Regions from separate parts of the Sus scrofa genome. Here region 1 is linked to region 2. The links are chromatin contacts, called in public promoter capture Hi-C maps. All regions are on one chromosome and are shown on one strand. The core of a region is the stretch at or near the end of the contact, and the rest is flanking DNA. Distances in the headings are between cores, read along the strand shown. Region 1 holds the start of FKBP14 (FK506 binding protein 14). Region 2 holds the start of GARS (glycine--tRNA ligase).

Region 1 (5,961 bases), core at 3,088-5,587, 550 kb after region 2:
GAGACTACCTGGCACAGGAGGGTGAAAGAAACAAGAATGCATTTGTTCCTCCCAGGCTATGACTGCTCCTTTCCAAAATAAGTTTATCTCCTAATGAAAGAGAACTTGCTGAACATAATTCTAAGTGTACCCAGGAAAGGCTGTAGTGGTGTGATGGGCTTCTATGAATGGTGTGTTCACAATGAGGTGGCTCATGGCCCCAGGGAACAAGCAGCATGATGTAAGGACAGTCACCTCTGGCAATGGCTTCAGTGCCCCTTTTCTTTAGGGCTTCTGCTCTGGCACCACTCACTGAACTAACTTCTCTTACTTGGGCAGGAAAAAGGAGACCCTTTTCCAACAGAATGGATGGTATGGGCATTACATGATAAAGATTCCAAAAGATCTTTCTAGAGAGATTTGCTTTATTGACAGATACATCAAAACAGTGGGGGTGGGGGGTGGAAGAAGCACTTCATGACCAGGAAGATACAGTACCAAGATACTCAACTTTCTAAGTAGGAGAAGAGGAAGAAAGGAGAGGCCAAAAAAAATAAAAAAGTTTTGGGGGGAGATGGAAAAAAAGAAGAGCACTGAGAAAGAAGAAGAAAGTTAAAAAGTGTGTGTGATGGAAAGGGGTGAAAGTCCAAGACCATCAACTAAATTTCACTCGAGGATATAAGGTCATAACATCTCAGAGCTTAAAGACACCTCGAAAGCAAAATACTTGATTAAGCATCTTCCATTTAGGTTAGCAGAAAACTAGTCTCTGACATTCACTGTAGCCCAACCATGAGGTATCCACACCTAATACAATCACTTGATATCTAATGAAGGTCCTTGCAGCAAGGGCTAAGTCCTCTAAAACACCTTTCCTCTCTCAATTTCTACTTATGATCACAAGAAAAATGAACAGGACTCCACTTCTAACCACATTATGCACAGGGAAGAGATTCTGGGTACACCCAACAGGTGCATTTTTAGCTGTGCTGTGTAACCTCATCAAAGTCACTATGCCAACTAATCCTCCCAGACACAAATGTCCTTAAAACACCCCAGAGAATCACACTACAACCTTAAAAAACTGTCCTAGCTTCCCTAGGATGAGAAAATTATATCTCCACCTCCCTAAGAGATACTGGGAATATTTCTCATTTCAAATATACTGCTATTAAAATCTTAAGTGCCTACCTCCTCTTCCATAATAAAAAGTTTAATTTCAAAAAAGTGCCTCGCACAGTTTCCAGCACACAGAAGGCTTTTATTTATACACTCATTTATGAAAATGCTCCTTCTGAATCATAGTCACAGCTGAAGAATAGTTATGACCTTCTCAAGATCGGAAGAAAGTACTTCCACAAACTGGAAAGGGGGCGGGGTACTATTTTTAAGCCACTCTGCTCAGCAGGGCAGAAAAGACTTGCTAATATTTGCATTCTTTCTATGGTGCTTTCTGAGTCTGTAAAACAAAACAAAACAAAAACATCATCAGTGAGAAAACCCCAAACCTGGAGCTTTGAAGCTGCTGAGACACAACTCTGATACCTTGTTCTGCACGCAGACGCAGATACGCAGATGACTCTCCAGGTGACAAGGGAAACTTGGCACTGGGGACTCGGTTTGAAAAAGAACCTTTCCCTCTGGAATGCCGGGTTACTGCCGGCACTCATGGGAAACCTTCATGGGAAACCTTCCGAGACCAGCTCCTCCGCCAGAATTCCAGAGACTCCTAGAGGACCCCACTGCGGGAATCAGCGCCTCCCTCCCGCTGACAGTGAGGGCGTCGTGCCTTTCAAGTCACCCCAAATCTCAGGACTTCGCAGCGTTCACTGCGAAGGGCCGTTAGCGCTGTCACCCAGCCCCAACGCGGGGCTCTGTCTGTAAGCACGGGAGACAAAACTGCTGCGGGAAATGCTGGGGACCGGGACCCCGACCCAGGAGGCGCGTCGCGACACCGCCCTCCTCCGGCTCAGACAAAGGATCTGGCGCGCCCCCCACTCACCGCTCAGATAGTTGGTCCACTTGTACAGCACCCCCTCCATGGCGCCCGCGGCCCCCTCAGCCCTCGCCCGCCGGCCCCCTCACTGCCTCAGGCCCCAGGAGGCGAGGAGCACCGGCAGCAGGGCCATCGCTCGGCGTTGCCGAGCCGGCCACTCCCGGCGTCCGGGCCCGGTGCGGGGACGCCCCGCGGGCCTCACATCCTGGGCCCGGGGGCGGGGTCACTGCGGCGGCCTGGACACGTGAAGGCGCGGCCGACCCGTGGCCCCGCACCGCGGGGCCGGCGCGCTGTCCACAAGGAGGCCAAAGCACTGGGTGAGGCCGAGGGGCGGCTGCGGCCACCACAGGGCCGCAAGCGGGGCGGCGGGTCGCGGGCGGCGCCACCGCGCGCCACCTGAAGCCTCTACCCACCCGGCCCGGAGCCCGCTCGCGCATGCCCCGTGCATCGCCTGCGCGCACGTTCCCAAAATCCACTCCGGGCTTTAGCGGCAACCGCGGCGGCCGCGCTGACGTAGCCGCAGAGGCCGGCGGGGAAAAGGAGTCCCGCAGGCTAGGGACTATGGAAAGGGTGAGAACAGAGGAGGGAGGCCACTGGGGCAAGTCCCAAGTTAATGTGCTGTAGATGGATCCTACCTACCTCTTAACGTTTGGGATCACCGGGACCCCTTAGGCTGCTCCCTGGATTCTAGTCCTCAAGGTCTAATTCTTTTTTTCAAAGCTAATTGATCTCACACACTTCAAGGCTATTGAGGTGCCCATTAGGGCAGAAGGAGGTGAATGAATGTTGTGTGTGGCAGTGTTAGCAGACGTTTTCTAAACTCTAAGGCCCCGCTACAGAAAGTGTGGTCCACCGACTGCAGCATTGACCTCACCTAGGAGATTGCCGGAATTGCAGGATATCGCTCCAAGCCCAGAAACTGCTGAATTGAACTCTTGAATGGGTCCAGGAACTCCCAGGGGATTCCTATGCGTATTAAAGTGTGAGAAAGCACTGTGCTAAGGATATTTGACTAGGGAAAATGTTAACTGTAGACTCAGTGGAAAAGCAGGTTATGAAACAGTGTACAATAGGATCCTAATTGTTTTAGGCATGTGTCACAAAAGCATACAACAAGGTGTTCAGAGGATTATATCTGGATGGTGGTATCATAGGAAATCTTTTTTCTTTCTTTTTCTTTAGTGAAAGTCTGCCAGATTTAGCAAATAAAAACAAAGAACAATCAACTCGTTTATCTGGAATTCAAATTTAATGTGGCTCCTGTTTTTTAACTGGGAATTCTAGTGCTTTCCAGTTTCTTCCAACTCGACTACAATGTACACGTATTGCTTTTGAAATTATGAGAACAATGTAAAACTAAAAATTTTAAACTAAGTTGAGCTTGTGTAACTCGTAAATGTGATTACTATTTCTTTAAGGCCGAGATCTGCACTCTCTCTCGAGTTTTGTTTTTCTTTTTAGAGCCGCACCTGCAGCATATGGAAGCTCCCTGGCCACAGCCACAGAAACGCCAGATCCCAGCTGCATCTGCAACCCATGTCACAGCTTGTGGCAGTGCTGGATCCTTAACCTACTGAGCGTGGCCAGGGACCCAACCCGCATCCTCTCAGATATAATGTCGAGTTAGCTGAGCAACAACGGGAACTATGGTCTGCACTTATTCTTGATAGAGGCTATTATTGACTCTCTACACTAAGGTCATTTAGATGATAAATTATTAGCAGCCGTAACATAATGCAGTGATGCACAATACATCACAATACCTGGTTTGACGGCGGAGCTCAACGGCTTTTGACGCTCAACAACCTTAAGCAGGACACAACCTCTCCTAGCCTATATATGCTCATCTTTTAAATGGAATAAAAGAATCTGCCTTACCCGCAGGGTAGTGAGCGTCAAACACAGGAATGCACTTTGTGAAACCAAAAGCACTGCTAAAGTCTTTATCGATTGCACCGTAAATTAAATAATAAGCAATTACTATGGGGGAGGGGGACCGCACCAACTATGAGAGCAAAGGAGTCTTTCCTTAAACCTCTGCTGTTTCACCTGGGTCCACGACTTCTCACTGAAGCCAGGTTCTCCGCAGCCGTGACTTTGCCTGAGAAGTTTCCGGTGAGCTCCGCGCCCCACCCCTTTCTTAAAGTGCCAGGTAGAGGAATTCTGTAGTCTGTCGGGCTCCGGGACCACTCCGGGTGGTTCTCCCCTGGGCTACCGGGTGGTAAATTACATGGTTGTAGAGTCATTGGTTCGAGAGTCGCCCGAGAGACAGCTCCACTAGCCAATAAGAGGCCGCCCTGCCCAGGCGTCCGCGTGGTTGGAGCCAGTCAGGCCCGGGCTTGGGTTTAACTCTTTAGAAACCAGTTCGAAGTTGCACGGGAAAGTTGTCCGTAGTGAATGTGCCACGTCTACTGGGAGGGAGAGTTATGAACTTGCCAGAGGCTGTTGTCCTAAGCTTTCAACTACATTTTTAACTCTATGAGGTCGGGGGCCCTTTCTCTGTTTTTCTAGGAACTTCTTTCCTGCTCTGGCAACATGAGGCTTTTCTTGTGGAACGCGGTCCTGACGCTGTTAGTCACTTCTTCGAGCGGGGCTCTGATCCCTGAACCAGAAGTGAAGATTGAAGTGCTCCAGAAGCCATTCATCTGCCATCGCAAGACCAAAGGGGGGGATTTGATGCTGGTCCACTATGAAGGCTACTTAGAAAAGGACGGCTCCTTATTTCACTCCACGTAAGTAATTATACCCTGCAGGTAAAGAAGTAAAGAACCCACCCACTTAGGCCAGCTCTTGGGCAGGAACAGTAGCGTGTACCAGCGTTATCTCCCTTTTAAAAAACTAAAATATCGAATTTCTCTCTTTGGGGAAAGGAATTGGTTAAAGTCAATCTTATATAACAAGGCCTTTGAAGGTCTTACTGGAAACGTGGTCAGGATAAAACGATAAATTTTTTTATTGTAAAAATTAGAGCTAGAATCTCTGAAATCCTGTAGAAATATCTAGGTGTATAAATAGGCAATAAGTGGAAAAGACATAAAGGCATTCTCATTTCTCTTGTTCCTGAGGGAAAATAACTCAATTCCATTTTTCTTTGGTAAAGGTGAAATTAAACTTTTCATAGCCCTTTCATGAGCAGAATACACAATTATTTATTTGCTTGTGGTAGGATATGTTAACAGTAGTCCACTGACCTATTTAACTTTTGGCCTGGTGACATTTTGGTCAAGGCACAGGGACATTATTTGTTTCATTGTTTCTTTCTAGAAATTCAAAGACCTCATTGATGGGTGTGGGTGTGGTTATGGAAGATTAATCCAATACCTACAGTGAAAGATTTTCAGATGGTTACACTGTCCTTATTTCTGTTTTATAAAGAAAGAAATTGCAACAGGGAAAAGTTTTGTAAGTGTAATGATTTCCCATCAGGCCTTGATTCTCGGATTCCATCCCTAAAGTATTCATTGAACATTTCTTTATGTTAGGCCCTGTGCTTGACCCTAGGTGGATTTAAAACATCTGGCTTCTCTCTGTCCTCACCATTCATTCATCTCCATCTATCAAATCTTTACTGAGCAGCCCCAAGGCAGGCCCTGAGGATGCGGAGATGACTAAGACTGGGTTCTTGTCCTCTAGCAGGACACTGAGTACAGGGGGGAGGAAGACAGCTGTAAAGTTCAGAATGTTCAAAGTGCTCACGAAGCACGGACTCTGGAATTTATCATGCTCTGAGAGATGGGGAAAGAACACCTTCTGAGAGATCATAATTGAGGTGGGTCTTGAAAGATGGGTGGCTGGAGGTTTCCCAGGTAGAGAATGAGGAAGGAAGGACACCAGGTGGAAAGAGCAGCCTGAACTAAAGCAGCAAAGCTTCATGGCCCATCCTAGACCTCATTTTCTTTTCTTTTCTCTTTTTAGGGCTGCACCCGTCGCATATGGAAGTTCCTGGGCTGGGGTCGAATTGGAGCTACAGCTGCCAGCCTACACCA
Region 2 (5,557 bases), core at 1,587-4,086:
GCCTTTTTTTGGTATGAAATGAAAGGAGAAATCAGATAGTAGTTTGTTGATTGCAATTTTCTAAACACCCTTATTTGGCAAAATAAAGTCTGGCCGCCCTAAGCTAATTCCCCTTTTTTTCTAGGGCCACACTCGCAGCATATGGAAGTTCCCAAGCTAGGGGCTGAATCAGAGCTACCAGCTGCTGGCCTACACCACAGCTACAGCAATTCGGGATCCAAGTCATATCTTCAACCTATACCACAGCTTACCGCAACGCCAGATCCTTAACCCAATGAGTGAGGCCAGGGATTGAACCTGCATCCTCATGGATGCTAGTAGGATTCATTTCCAATGCACCAGGAAGGGAACTCCCCCCAACTGCTTTTTTTTTTTTTTTAACTCAGTTGCCCCCTAGTGTGCCCTTCATCAAACAACTAACAGTTTTCTAGATGCTGTAAGGCCCTCCTAACAAACCGCATAACCAAATTCTCCAGGAAATAACTAAGAATATGCCATGGGAAAATACACTTCAGTCAATCAACAAATCAAATCTTGAAAAAACAGCAGCAGAGCAGATTGGCAAATTTACATTAAATATATATTTATATGAAACACATGCCACTAACAAGACCAGTTGTTAACCACCTTAAAAATCCCACTCCAAGGATGTTTTCCACTTTACAGACTTCACAGTGGAATTATGCAAAATGGGTAGAGATGACAGTGCAGCTCACGAACCCATAAGCCAAAAGGGGGGGGGGGTAACTAGATGATCTCTAAACTCCCTTCCAGCTGACCCTGAAATCAGTGTCATTCAAAATTCTATTAACTGATATATGTGTGGTCCTGGAAAATTAGGAAAAAAAAAAAAAAAACCCACTAACTCACATATTCAGAAAATACCTTAAGTACAAAAAAACTAACAATCAAGCCAACAGAAACAATAGGCAAGACAGTAATAGCATTGGAAAGTTGTTCCATCATCAAAGTTTACTTCAGTTAACTAGTTCCACAATCTTACTATAGATGGGTAACTTGCACTGCAGTTCCAGGCTAACGTGGCAGAGGGAGGGGTTTGAGTACGTGTTTTTCCAAATTAGATGTATTCTCCCATCTAAAGTGAGGGATATGGGGGAGAAAAAGGTTGAGAGTTACAGAAAAGACAAAGGAACCACACCTAATTTTATTTGGGGAGGGTGGGTGGATGGAGACAGAGAATAAGCACTCATAGCGCTCTGATAACGAAGAATAAAGAAAAAATTAAGCCCCTAGTGAAATCTCAAAATAAAACTCTATTGAATCAGTCAGGCTCAAACTTGAGAGAAGTAGATAAAGTGGCAGAATTCGCCGAATTTGCGGCAGCTCTGCCCCAATGAATTATTTCGGAGAAGGTTCCTCCCTCCGTAGCTAAGGCAAGTTATTGCATCAGGCACCCGTGCAGGAGAAACCCGTTTGGCGTTTGCTACTAGTCATCGGATCCTCAGGGTCCTAATCTGAGCTTTTGGTTCTACCTGAATGGATATGAGAATCCCTTTGAAATAACCTTTCTCTGTCTTCTCTAAATTCTGATATCCATGCAGTGCCCTAGGAAAAGGAGGCCTGCATTAATCACAAGCCCTCCAGCCTATGAAACCTTCCTCCCTTCCTCCAAATTTCAAAATGTTCCATACGATGGATGGCTGACTTCACCGAGTAACTCAAGAACATTTACAGCTTCCCACGTTTACGATCTGAAAGCTCACCCACTCCAAATGACCCTTTCGGGACTCAGAAAAGATGAGAGGAGCGAAGAATGATGAACTTAACATTATTAGAAAAGAAAAAAGTTCAACACCTCCTCACATCCACGTTTCAACTATTTTTATGTCTTCAGCGGACCACAAGACTAACTAAGCACTGAATGAAGGAAGACACCAAGAAGAAAACACTATCCAAAGCATCCTGAAGATTAAAAAAGAAAGTCAGGCCGTAAGGAGAGCACCCGCAGCTCCGGCTGGTAATTGACCAGGCAAGAACTAGGCATCTCGCCATCCAGGGAGCACAAACATAGGAGGGACTGGAAAAGTGAAGTGGAGCTTATTGAGCCAGGGCAGGAGAAGAACCAAGGGGATCACAGATCCCAGTCTCACCGGAGAGGGAAGAAAGACCGGCAGGAACAAGGAAGAGAAAAGGAGAACAGATTGTGAGAGGAGGAACGCAGGAAGTCGAAGGGATCCGATGGAGACACCAAGGAGAGAGAAGGACAAGGGTCCACGGAAGGGAAGGTGGCCGACGCACGCGGGGACCCGGGTCCAAAGTAGGGTAGGCGAGGAAGATGCCAGGAAACCAAGGGCTTCCAGAGAACGAAGGAGAGGTGGAATCTAATCCGCGATGTGGACTGGTGCCCGGGGGAGAGAGAGAGGATGAGCAGGAGGGCACTAAAGGGAGGAGAGCGCGGGCTTAGGAAAGGTGCAGAATGCCGGTACCTGCTGGCGCACCGCTAGCCTGAGAGGTGCCAGCACCTCCTCAGTCCCGACGCCGTCCATGCTGCTCCGGGAGGCGGCGGCGGAGGCGGCGGGGGACGAGATCGGGGCGCGGGCGGGCTTGCTGATGTGCCGGCAGGGCAGGAGCGGCGGCTGGGCTGGGAGCCGGGGCGGTGGCGACAGCAGCAGCGCGGCGCGGGCGGCTCTTAGCAGCGCCGGGCGCAGAGAGGGCATGAGCCGGCAGCCCTGGGAGGTCTGGAGGGGGCGGCGGCGGAAGCGGTGCGCGCGGCCCGGCCCGGAGCATGATGAAATCGCCAAGTAAACGCCGCGGCGCGCGCGCAGCCGCACATTCCTCACCCCGCGACGCGGCGCTGGGTCGCCACCGGCTGATTCGACACAAAACCCGGAAGAACCCAGAATCCTTCAGAGCCCCGAGAGCGCTTGTTCCACCTCGGGCGCTGTGGCGGGAGACCGGGTTCCAGGTATACCCTCGGCGAAGAGATTTGCACAGTGTGTTGGTGGTATTTAGGGACGCAGCTCCCTCTGAAACTTGCAGACTGAAACTCGTGAGGAGCTTCGGAGCAAAGGCTTGTGTACGGGCACTGACACTCGGGCCGACCCGCGGGAGGACCCACTTAGTTTCTGTTCTTTTGCCCCCTGGTTTTTTGTGGGGTTTGTTGTTATTTTGTTGCAGCCTCGGCGTGTGGAAGTTGTTCCGGGCTAGGGATGAAACCCAAACCATAACTGCAGCGACCCAAGCCGCTGCCCACTCCCCGCCCCTTGGTTCTTAAAGGGTCATTAAACGATGAAATCAGATAAGGACTTAGACTGAGTGTTGCTCGAAGCTCGGGTGATCCTCAGGAAAGGAAGCAAGAGAAGTTAACGATTCGCCCACCTTCACCCATCCACGCCTTGCCAATGTCAAGACAAAACCTGGGGAAAGGGAAAGGAAGAATGACGGGCTTTTTGGAGATGTTGCTGACCAGCCTTTGCAGGGCGAATAGGATTTGAATCAGAAGAGATGAGGGCGGGCAAGAGACAAAGAGATGAGAAAAGGGTGGCAAACGATAATGTGCAGGGGAGTGGAGATGAGCATCCAGGTGCCTGGGGTTCCCTCTCCCTGGCCTTGCCTCGGCGGACCTGCCTCTTCTAGTTATGCCCCAGCTGATGGACGCTCCAGAGATGGCTTCCTCCCTCCCTCCTGCTCCAAGGGCAGGTTGACTGAAAAAACTGAATTCGCTTTCCACAGAGGGAATAGAAAAATAAGTCTGTGTGAACTGCAGAAATAGCAATGCACACACCCACCAGAATGCCTAAAATGAAAATGAGGGGAAATGCCAGGTGATGCTCTGGGACTCTCCCACGTGGCTTAAAGGATTGTGGGTTGGTGCAGCCACTTTCAGACAGTATCTCCTCAGACCAAGCATACACACCTTACCCGTGACCAACTGTTCTTCCCCAGGAGTGTACAGGAGTAGTCAGGCTCAGCAGAAGGAAGCCGCCTTTCCTAGAATTGTGAAAGTCCGTATTCTCCTCCTGTTCCAGTTTATGGTTCTGGAGAAGTACGCACAATTTAGCATAAGCAGAGCAGGTACAGAGGGATCTTCTGCAATATTAAACAATTTGCATTTTTTAAACTTTAATTTCAAGATTTGATATTTGTTAATCATAATTTTTATTTGCCTTTAAAGGTAATTGTTTTTAAAAGTATTGAAGTATAGCTGATATACAATATTATATGTTACCGGTATTCAAGATAGTCACCATTTTTGGAGGTTATGCTCCATTTATAGTTATAAAATACCAGCTATATTCCCTGTGTTGTACAGTATATCCCTGTAGCTTATTCTGTATGTAATAGTTGGTACCTCTTAATTCCCCTCCCTCTTCCCTCTCCCCTTGGTAACCTCGGGTTTGTTCTTTATATTTGTGAGTCTGTTTCTTTTTTTGTTATATTCACTAGTTTGCTTTATTTTTGGGGATTCCACATATAAGTGATATCATACAGTATCTGTCATTGTCGACTTATTTCACTTACCACAGTACCCTGTTGCTACAAGTGGCATGCATATTGCTGCAAGTGGCAAATTTTCATTATTTTTTATGGATGAGTTTTGTTCCCGTGTATATACGTTCCATATCTCCTTTATCCATTCATTTGTTGATGGACCCTTAGGTTGGTTTTTTATCTTGGCAATTATAGGTAATGCTGCCATGAACATTGGCGTGCATGTATCTTCTCAAATTAGTGTTTTTGCTTTTTTCAGAGATATACCCAGAAGTGGAATTGCTGGGTCATATTTTTAGTTTTTTGAGAAACCTCCATACTGTTTGCCACAGTGGAGGCACCAGTTTACATTCCCACCAGCAGTGTAAGAGGGTTCCATTTTCTCCACATCCTTGCCAACATTTGTTATTTGTATTCTTCTTGATGATAGCCATGCTGACAGGTGTGAGGTGATATTAGCAGTGTTAAGCATCTTTTCATGTGCCTGTTGGTTATCTGCATTTCCTCTTTGGAAAAATGCCTGTTCAGTTCTCGTGCCCATTTTTTTATTGAGTTGTTTGGTTTTGTGATGTTGACTTGTATGAGCTGTTTATATATGTTGGATATTAACCTCTTATCAGTCATATCATTTGCAAATATTTTCTCCCATTCAGTAGTTTTTGTTTTGTCAGTAGTTTCCTTTGTTGTGCAAAAGCTTTTCATTTTAATTGGGTCCCATGTGTTCATTTTTTGCTTTTATTTCCTTTGCTTTAGGAGACAGATCCCAAAAAATATTGCCCCTAAGTATGTCAGAGACTGTTCTGCTTATGTTTTCCTCTAAGAGTTTTATGGTTTCTGGTCTTACATTTTATACGTTTTGATTTTATTTTTGTATGTCATGTGAGGGAGTGTCCTAGTTTCATTTTTTTTAAATGCAATTATCCACTTTTCCCAGAAACACCTATTGAAGAGACTTTCTTTTCTCCATTGTATATTCTTGTCTCCTTTGTCATAGATTGATTGACCATGGATTTATTTCTGGGCTCTCTGTTCGGTTCCATTGATCTATGTGTCTGTTTTTCTGCCAGCCCCATGCTGTTTTGATCGCTGTAGCTTTATTTTTTTA

The links. Promoter capture Hi-C pulls out the DNA fragments that hold promoters and counts their contacts.
Region 1: a contact with region 2 is called in a promoter capture Hi-C map of liver, with 8 times the contacts expected there. The contact joins the promoter of FKBP14 here to the promoter of GARS in region 2. A contact is called at or near these places in 3 of 5 promoter capture datasets (fetal liver, fetal skeletal muscle and liver), 3 of 47 Hi-C or Micro-C datasets (heart right ventricle and liver) and 1 of 2 datasets of contacts at active chromatin or transcription factors (alveolar macrophages).

The regions. Positions count from the first base shown.
Region 1 is chr18:42,898,763-42,904,723 of Sscrofa11.1, forward strand. It overlaps FKBP14 (FK506 binding protein 14), which reads left to right and starts at 4,338. Exons shown (of 4, transcript NM_001244527.1): 1 at 4,338-4,707. The coding sequence starts at 4,511. It overlaps PLEKHA8 (pleckstrin homology domain-containing family A member 8), which reads right to left and starts at 2,441. Exons shown (of 14, transcript XM_005673281.2): 1 at 1,982-2,441. The coding sequence starts at 2,021.
Region 2 is chr18:42,349,365-42,354,921 of Sscrofa11.1, forward strand. It overlaps GARS (glycine--tRNA ligase), which reads right to left and starts at 2,837. Exons shown (of 17, transcript XM_003134806.6): 1 at 2,448-2,837. The coding sequence starts at 2,678.